Regions from separate parts of the Mus musculus genome. Here region 1 is linked to region 2. A link is a contact called in public Hi-C data. All regions are on one chromosome and are shown on one strand. Each heading gives the region's core, a stretch centred on a gene start, on an enhancer-like site or on the middle of the called end of the contact. The rest is flanking DNA. Distances are from core to core; before and after follow the strand shown.

Evidence for each region. Hi-C and Micro-C count contacts between places; a contact is called where the count stands out from the background.
Region 1: a Hi-C map of cortical neurons shows a contact between it and region 2. The contact joins the promoter of 5530401A14Rik here to the enhancer-like site in region 2. A contact is called at or near these places in 7 of 39 promoter capture datasets (the 3T3-L1 cell line, embryonic stem cells, hippocampal neurons and 1 more), 9 of 484 Hi-C or Micro-C datasets (cerebellar granule neurons, cerebellum, cortical neurons and 3 more), 2 of 115 datasets of contacts at active chromatin or transcription factors (astrocytes and embryonic basal ganglia) and 2 of 9 other capture datasets (adipose tissue and pancreatic islet).

Annotation. Positions count from the first base shown.
Region 1 is chr11:81,857,792-81,862,169 of GRCm38.p6, forward strand. It overlaps 5530401A14Rik (RIKEN cDNA 5530401A14 gene), which reads left to right and starts at 2,886. Exons shown (of 5, transcript NR_038010.1): 1 at 2,886-3,545. It also overlaps a transcript of Asic2 not described here.
Region 2 is chr11:81,631,807-81,636,303 of GRCm38.p6, forward strand. It overlaps a transcript of Asic2 not described here. Among named protein-coding and RNA genes, the nearest start is that of Gm11418, 47 kb to the left of the region's middle. Within about 2 kb of position 3,120, at least 12 of the 459 cell types and tissues checked have an H3K27ac peak or open chromatin away from gene starts, as enhancers often do. A contact at or near this core is called in cortical neurons, where this site is marked.

The DNA of each region.
Region 1 (4,378 bases), core at 1,636-4,135, 230 kb after region 2:
GCATTACTGCTACCGTGTGCCACCCTCACCCACCCTATGAACCCTGGCCCTGCATCCTTGTATGAGCACTCGATTTCAGTCTTTCTAAGTAAACTGTCTTCCTGTGCATGATCAGCCTGTGACTATCAGCCCCCAGTCTACACAGCCTCTGCCTTGGGTCTGTGCTGGGAGCCATCTTGCCCGATGTTGGTTTAGACTCCTGTCCACCTATGTCAGGCCCCACCCCTGTTGGCTGAACTCAATACTAAAATGAGCCTTACTCATTATTTCCTTCCTCCAGACAGATTCTAGAACTCCTGCCCCTAGGCCTGAGCAGTTTCAGGAGCAAGTCTTTCTGAAGCTACACACTAAGGGTCACACACAAGGAAAGCTCATGTTGTCTGCAAGCCCTACTCTTCCTGTCATCTTTCTAGTCTTTTCTCCAAGCCCAGATCAGAAGCATGGTGTTTTCACAAGTGGCACCAGGGTTGAAAACTCAACCCTTACGACACTTGTGAAATACCTTAAGCTGAGCTTCTCCATGGTGCTAGGTCATTTGGGGACATCATAAAAATATTGATTCCCAGAGTCAGAAATGCTACCTCAATGGGTCTGAGATGGGAGCAGATGTTCGTGTTTTTGAAAGCACTCTAGTCAGCTTTAATGTACAGCCAGTACTGAGAACCACTTCCCTGGGGCTTGACAGCTAAGGCTCTTCCCCATTTCTACTGTGCCTAGCCTTAAGCCCATTTGAGCTGATTATTTCTTCCTCGCTTGATGTTCCCAGAATTCTGTTCAACTTCAGCCAAGATGGTAATGACAGCAGACCTGTCTCATGCCACGGTCTCTCCTTCATTACCGGTCTCTTTCATAGTTGGGTCTTGGGCACAAATCTCTGCACTTTGGTATTTCCTCTCTCCTGCCCTACACAAGCTGCAGAGGCAAGAGCATACTCTAAAAAAAAAAAAAAAAAAAAAAAAAAACCAAAAAAAAAAAAAAACAAAACAAAACAAAACAAAAAAAACCACTACTAGGAATTATAGATGCTGATAGAGATGATGCAGTTTTCAAGTTCTCTATACATCTTAACACCCATTGCTTTATTAGTGTGTACTATGTGCCAAGCACTACACTATACTGTGTAACCAACAATAGCCTGGAGCCTCATGTGATTTGTCCCCTGAAAGAAGACCTAGCTTAGTAACCAACAAAATACAAATGTTGTTGTGATCTTTAATGATTTCTTGGCATGAAGTAAAGAAGGGGCTAATTAATAACCGCTCATTAAATATGTCTTCTCACATTCTTCCTCAATAGTTTTCTTTGTCTTGCTGCTGTGATAAAAATACTTTTGAGCAAAAGAAAATTAGTGGAGGGAATGATCTATGTGGTTTACACTTCCAGGTCACAGTTCGTAATTATGGGACACAAGGGCAGGAACTCAAGCAGTATCTTAAAGCAGAAACCAGGGAGGAACACAGCTTGGTGGCTCGTGCATGCTCCTGCTTACCTAGCTTTGTTATACAACCCAGGACCACGTGCCTAGGAAATGGTGCCACCCACAGTGGGCAGGGCACTACTATTAATGAACAACCATAACAATCCCCTTACAGACAAGCACACAGGCCAATTTGAACTAGGCAATGCATCAACTGAGGGTTTTTCCTCAGGCAAATCTAGACTGTGTCATGTTGACTGTTAAAGGTCACTTCTCATAGTTCCTCTGAAACCTGTCTGTCCTTGTCTCCACTTAAGTCCTCAATGCAAGCTCACCTCTCGGACATTTCCCTTCTTCCCCAACTCCTTATCATTCTGCTTCCACTGTTTTCTTTCCTAAGGTATTCTTGACTCTTGGAATATAATTCCCTCCTTCCTTCCTCCTTCCATCTCTCTCTTCTTCCTCCCTTCCTGTTCATCATAGTTTTATTCAAAAGCTCACACACAGACCTGGCAGGCATGGCTGTGACTTATGTTTCCTCTCCAAACTTCAGGTCTTATTAATGTCTCAGAAGGATCCAGCCACGTGGCCTCTCAGGAGAACAAGGTTAAGTGCCATATAAAAGAAGCCTCATGGTGCATTTAGCTCCCCCACCCTTTCCCTTTCTTCTGCCTTCCAACATGGGAGAACACAGAGTGGCCTTCCCTAGCCAGAATTTACAGCCTGAAGACACCACCCCAGAATCAGAGAGTAGCCCTTACAAGACAGTGGGGCCTTCCAGGCCTTCCACCTTGGCTGTCCCAGCCTTCCAACCTCAGAACCATGAAGAGATATATTTCTGATGTTGGTAAACTATTCCATCTCTGGTATCTTCTTAGAGCAGCATACAAACTGAAACAGGCCCCAAAGACAAGCTCTTTAGCAGTTCAACATGAGCAGGTGAGGCTAGGGTGGGCACAAGGTTTAAAACAAGTCAATCAATATGTAATGTTTTATCCCTGTGATATAGAGATGTTATCTCACTCACCTGCCCTCAAAGCTCACGAGGCAGCCATTTCCTATTCCACAGACTACAACTGGATTTGAACCCAGGTTTGCCTCACCCTTAAATACTAGGTCAGCCCTTTCTGGGGTTTAAAAAGGAGCTCCAGAGACCATGGGCTGTACATGGGAAGGCATGAGGTAATCCAGTAAGCCTGGGCTGTCCAGTGTCTGGAGCTGCTTCTGTGACTCCCCAAGGAGCCTACTACAGTCTCTGCTCGCAGAAACAGCACCTAGCCCCTCCTGTTCCCAGCTTTGGCTGTTACCCTCCGCAGTTAGCAATTAATGAGGCAGAAAGGGTTAATTCTAGATTCCCTCCTGCATGCACAGATGGATTCCTAAGAATTCCCTCTCTGCCCCACCCCCCAATTAAAAGGGCTGAGCTTTGCCCCTTCTGTCTCTTTCTCTTAGGCAGAAGAGGCAGCACAGGGCTTGTGCAGCCTAGTTACTGTCAGTGACATTAGCAACTTTGGGCTGTTTGCTTTCCCTTTGCTTGCCTCCTGGCACTGAAACCTCATTAGGGCTCTGACAGAAAAGAGCTCATCAGTTGCCAGGAAGGCTACTCTGGGCTTCCACTGCCTGTTGCCTAGCAGGCTGACTGAGTATGTACACTGACCCCAGGTCTCCACTGGAAGCCAGCATCATCAAAGCTGATGTAATGTGAGCCAGAAGCCCTCAGCACCCCCTGGGTGTTCTTCCATCTTGCATGAGCCACCCGGAAAGAACAGCAGCTTGCTTGGGTTCTGTTTGAGGGTCTACTGGCAAAGGCACAGAGCCAATGAGGCTGGGGAAAGGTGGGGTGTTTAACCTACATAGGAAAAGCTTTTTCCTCAAGTACTGCAGTGCATTTCCTTTGCTTGATGAGTGGCAAGCAGGTCAAATGGGATGTCCCCCAGGCATCCAGTGGGCAGCACTTTGTTTTTACTCCAGTGAACTCTGCAGTCACATGGAAGAGGCTGCATAGCTCCAAAGAAGGACCTCTTATGCTTGACGAGGGTGTAGCCCCAGTTCCTAGGCCCTGTTCTACTCTGAATGGATCTAGGCCAGTGCAGAGCTGTCTTGGGACCTACAAGTCTTCATCAAGGAGGTAGGAAAATGGGTAGATGATTTCTGAGTTAAGTTGCTGCCCTGGAAACACACTTGAAAAATTTCGTAACTTTGCTTTATGTGTGTGTGTGTGTGTGTGTGTGTGTGTGTGTGTGTGTGTGTGTGTGTAAGCCAGGTGAAGATATCAAGTGGCCCAATCTATCATTCTTACTCCCTCTCTACCCATAATCCCTTGGGATAGGAGCTCTCACTGAACCCAGAGCTAGCTGGCAACCAGCAAGCCCAAGCCAGTCTCCTGACCCTGTCCCCAGAACCCCAGTACTTAGGGTTATAGAGGTATATGATCATGCCCATTTTTTTGGATTTTTTTTTGTTTTTAAACATGGGCACTGGGAATTAGAACTCAGATGCTCATGTCTGCACAGCAAGCTTTTAGGGCTAGGCCACTGGTCCTTCATCTTCTTCTCCCCAACAGCCCAGAGGCTCCTAAGAATCAGATGAATCCCATGAGCATTTACAGAGCACTCACCATGTCAGAGATCTGGGCATCAGGAAGTGCTACCTCCCCCTCCCCACATACACACCAATGTCAACCTCCCTAGATAGCCTTGTCGCCCCAATCAAGGCCTTTGCTCACATAAATGCCCACAAGTATGGGAATGCCCTGAGCCATTCTCACCTACAGCCTTGATGATAAGCTCTTCTTGGTTTGGATGGGTCCAGAGCACCCTCCATTCTGAACTTCTTATAGGAAAATGCCTTTTCTTTCAATAATCTTTATTTCCCACCATTAACTGTAATCAGACAGGATGAAGCTGATACAGTGGGAGACCCAGTTGAATCTGAGTGAGGAATCTGGCTTGCTTATTCTTT
Region 2 (4,497 bases), core at 1,870-4,369:
CACTTACCCTGGTAGAGTCATCACACCTCATGGCTGCCCTCATCCCACCCTCTGACCACCCAGAGCTTCTCAGAGAACTCACTTCTTTCCCCAGAGTAAATATATATTTTAATTACCTATGTATGTGGCTATGTGCACGCGTGTGCAGGTGTCATTAGAGGCCAGCAGAGGGCACCAGATCTTGTGGAGGTGGAGTCACCGGTGTTTGTGGGCCCTCTGCAAGAGCAGTAATGTGGCAGTAGCTACTGAGCCATCTCTCCAGGCCCTCCCCCAGGGCTTCTGCAGTTATCCCCTGAATCACCCAGTCAGTCAGTGTACGGGTAAGGGGCAGGCAGACACAGCATGGTGGTTTCCAAGGACATTTTGTTGTTCTTCACCCTTACTAGCAACATTACTGCTATCTCTGCATGTGTCAGCTAGGAAGATCCTCAGGTTGGAAACAGTGATAGTGACTTACCCTTGGGCACCTTATAGCTGGTCCCTGGAAGGAGGGTACCTACTTTCTGCCTACTAGGCCACATGCATGTTGGTTTGAACAACTGGGCTTCACCTCAAGGCTAGTCACCAGGCATGGGGGGCCTGGATTTCATGCTCAGATGGGTTTTTGCCACTTGAAGATCTACATCTAGGCTGCCTAGAGGGACAGGTCCTGGCTCGTTACCTTGATATGCAAATAGTACATCCAGATGGGATACACATTAAAAAATAAATCAATCCCTACTCTCAAGTTTCGTTTACAATGCTAATTATTCTTTCCAGGTAGACAGAGGGATGCCAGTGGTGGTAAGAGTGAATGGTTCCTTCTGATCCTCTCCTTCTCTCAGGTGGATCACATCAATACCTCTTACAGGAAGTCTTCCAGGATTGCATCTTGTCTTCCAGCATCCTACACGGCCTTTCACTTCCACTGTGGGCATGAACCTCTGTGTGTGTCTCCCGGATGGCAAAATCAATCCTCTTATTCCATAATCTCCCTCCTGGGAAATCCATGAGGATGAGGTGCCCAGGAATGCCCCCCCCCCACTGGCTTTACTGCTGCCCCCCTGAGTGATCCACTCATCGGAAGCCTGTTTCCTCATTCTAAAGTGGGGAAGAGCCACTCTTGGTGGAGATGAGAACCAAGGAGACTTTGGGGGTGGCTGTGAACATTGTGAACAAGCTCCTGTCTGAGCCTGAGAAACACAGTGTCCCTCTCTCTCTCACACACACACTCAGGAATGAGACATCCTACAGGGCATGGTCCTTGTCCACAGCTCCTCTGCTGGGGTGGCCACCCTCCCCTGCTTACTGGCTCTTTCAGCATGGGACATGGTGCTGCGTACCTGTAACCCCAGCACTCAGGGGACCAAGACAGGAGTGTCCTAGGATACATGGCAAGATTGTTTCAAGACAACAACAACAACAACCACACATACACACCCTCACAACCACTACCACCAATAACAGCACAACAAACTGTTGGCTGGTGTCTTAGTCAGGGTTTCTATTCCTGCACAAACATCATGACCAAGAAGCAGTTGGGGAGAAAAAGGTTTATTCAGCTTACATTTTCCACATTGCTGTTCATCACCAAAGGAAGTCAGGACTGGAACTCAAGCAGGTCAGGAAGCAGGAGCTGATGCAGAGGCCATGGAGGGATGTTACTTAATGGCTTGTTTCCACTGGCTTGCTCAGCCTGCTTTCTTATAGAACCAAGACTACCAGCCCAGAGATGGTTCCACCCACAAGGGGACCTCCTCCCCTTGATCACTAATTGAGAAAATGCCTTACAGCTGGATCTCATGGAGGCATTTCCTCAACTGAAGCTCCTTTCTCTGTGGTAACTCCAGCTGTGTCAAGTTGACACAAAACTAGCCAGTATAGCTGGTTTATCAGGAGTTGGCCAAAACCTAATTTTCATATCTTAGATTCACTTTTTTTGTTTTTTGTTTTTTTTTTTTGTTTGTTTTTTTTTTTTTTTTTTTTTTTTTTTGAGACAGGGTTTCTCTGTGTAGCCCTGTCTGTCCAGGAACTCACTTTGTAGACCAGGCTGGCCTTGAACTCAGAAATCTGCCTGCCTATGCCTCCCGAGTGCTGGAATTAAAGGCGTGCGCCATCATGCCCGGCTTTAGATTCACATTTTAAAAATAAATAAATAAAAAACCCCTTAAATCCCATTATCCACAGGATGACTTGCCTCAGAAAGATTTTTGACTATTTCTGAAAATCAGATTCACCTCCTGGGGATAAACACGTTTTACCACTGAGGTAATTCAAGATCCTATTTCTTGTCTGCGTGGTTTTCCCGCTCAGCAGACAGCCTGGGATTACAAGACGCATGTGCGAGGCACACGGGTCTGTGGTGAAATTCTGGCCTTTTGCCCTTTCGGCTGTGCTGCACTGGTCAAGGAGCTCAACCTCTCTGAGCCTCCACATCCTCATGTGAGATGGGAAACATGCCCTAAGCTCACAGAGTGAGATCCCGCATGGTATCTAGATGGATGGGAAATGCTGGTGGGATGCTAGCCTCTCTCTTCCTCCATCCTTCTCAGCCCCACTAAACTGGGGCTCTCCCGTAGGATGGATATCTAGGTTGCTCTGACTTACCTCGCTCCTTAAATCATTGTGCTCTTGTTCTTCTTTTCCTTATTCATGTATGGACATTTTAAACTTAGGGCTATGCATTGCTCTCTAGGCCCCAAATTTCTAGTGTGGCACTTAGCACAGAGTAGGTGCCTCAGTACATACATGCGCATGCACACGCGTGTACACGTACACACACACACACACACACACACACACAATGCTTCAGTGAGCCCAAGATGAGTGGACTCCAAACCCCGTCTAACAGCTGTCTGAGGAACAATCTAGCCGTATAGAGGCTATGCAGTAAGAAGCATGCCATTCTCAGGGTAATAAGTAACTACTGGCAGTCATTTTTGTAAACACATTTGGCTTCCCAGGGTGTCTTTGAGCCTCTTATGAATTGTGTTAAGTTCTGATGTTCCTTTAAATAAATAAATAAGTAAGTAAGTAAATAAGTAAATAAATAAATAAATAAATAAATAAATCGCTTCTGCTCAGGCTGCGATTCTGCAGATGTCCTCTAGATGGCGGTGTTCAACACAGAGACTGCCTCTAAGCCGGTGAAAACTCAAAATAAAGGGCGGTGGGATAGAGGGGAATCGCTTTTTATTATCAATGCATTAAGAATGAATTTATCATCCTGGCTCAGCAAATGTCTAGTTATTCGGTAAGAAGCTTTATCCCCAGCTAACGCGCAGCTTAATCAGTTCGCTTAGATACAAAGCCAGCTCAGGCTTTTGTCTCGTGTTCGGAATGAATAACCCTTCCGTGGTGTCTGTGGTCTCAAAGCTTCATACTGACAGGGCAGAGACACTTGGTTTCTCTCCAGGATCCTAGAGCCGAGGCCCTGGGAAGGTGGAGGGGGAAAAGCAGGTGCATCAAGTCCAGCCTCCTGCGGTGACAGATGATCTGTCAAGGTGGCTTATATGGAGTAACAGCATCGTCAGAAAGCAGCTATGAAGTCACCCCTTTCCTGCGCGGCAGGTGCTGCTCATTTGCCTTCATATTCCACTCACTCATCCCACATAGTTCTGTGTGGCCTGAACTCTTATCACCTTGGTATCAAAAGTGAACACTGAGATCTAGGGATGAGTTGCATGCACTACAGAGTGGCTGGTGACGGTTGAGGTGGAGGCTTATGTGAGCCATACATCTGCTTCTTTGGTGGAGGTCTACCAGTAGGCTGACAACATGTGTTCTGACTCTCCCCTAACTCGGGAAATATTGATGTCCATCTTGGTATAGCCAGGATCCCCAGCACACAGAGCAACCAAGGGAATCAGGACAAGTCTCTTGCAAGCCTCCACACTCTTGGGTGAGTGGCAGATGCTGCTGCAGAGAAATGGTAGGTTGTTTTTGATTTTTGTTTTTTTCCTATAAGGTTTAAACCCATTGAGGCCTGAGAACAGATCTATACTCCATCAGTTTCTTGGGTAAGTTATTTTATATTCTGGAGTATTAGTGGATTCCATAAGCAGGTACAGCCGAACTAGTGGAGGCCCAAGGAGACATGAGCTTTCAGGAGTCAGAGAGTCAGAGACAGGTGACAAACTGGTCCTCAAAGCCAAGAATCAAGGGATCCTCTGAGCAGGCCAGAAAAAAAGGCCTGGTAAGCAGAAAGACCTTAACAGTGAGGAATCTTCGCACCAGGTGACCAGAACTTAACGTGTAAAATCTGCCATGCTACTTGGCTTGAGCCAAGTTATTTAACCTCTCTGAGGCTGAGTATAGTCATCTGTGAAATGGGTACTGAGTGCGGGGCTTGGCACGCTCTAGGCATGCAAAGAGAGTAAAGAGGGCGACTACAGAAGTATAGTGGGGAACAAGGTTCCTAAAGAAAATGGAAGCCATTTCAATTAGGTGACTCCTTAATTGTCATAGAAGAGGTCTCAGACACTGGGACATGGGATGACAGGGTGGGAAGGGAAAGAG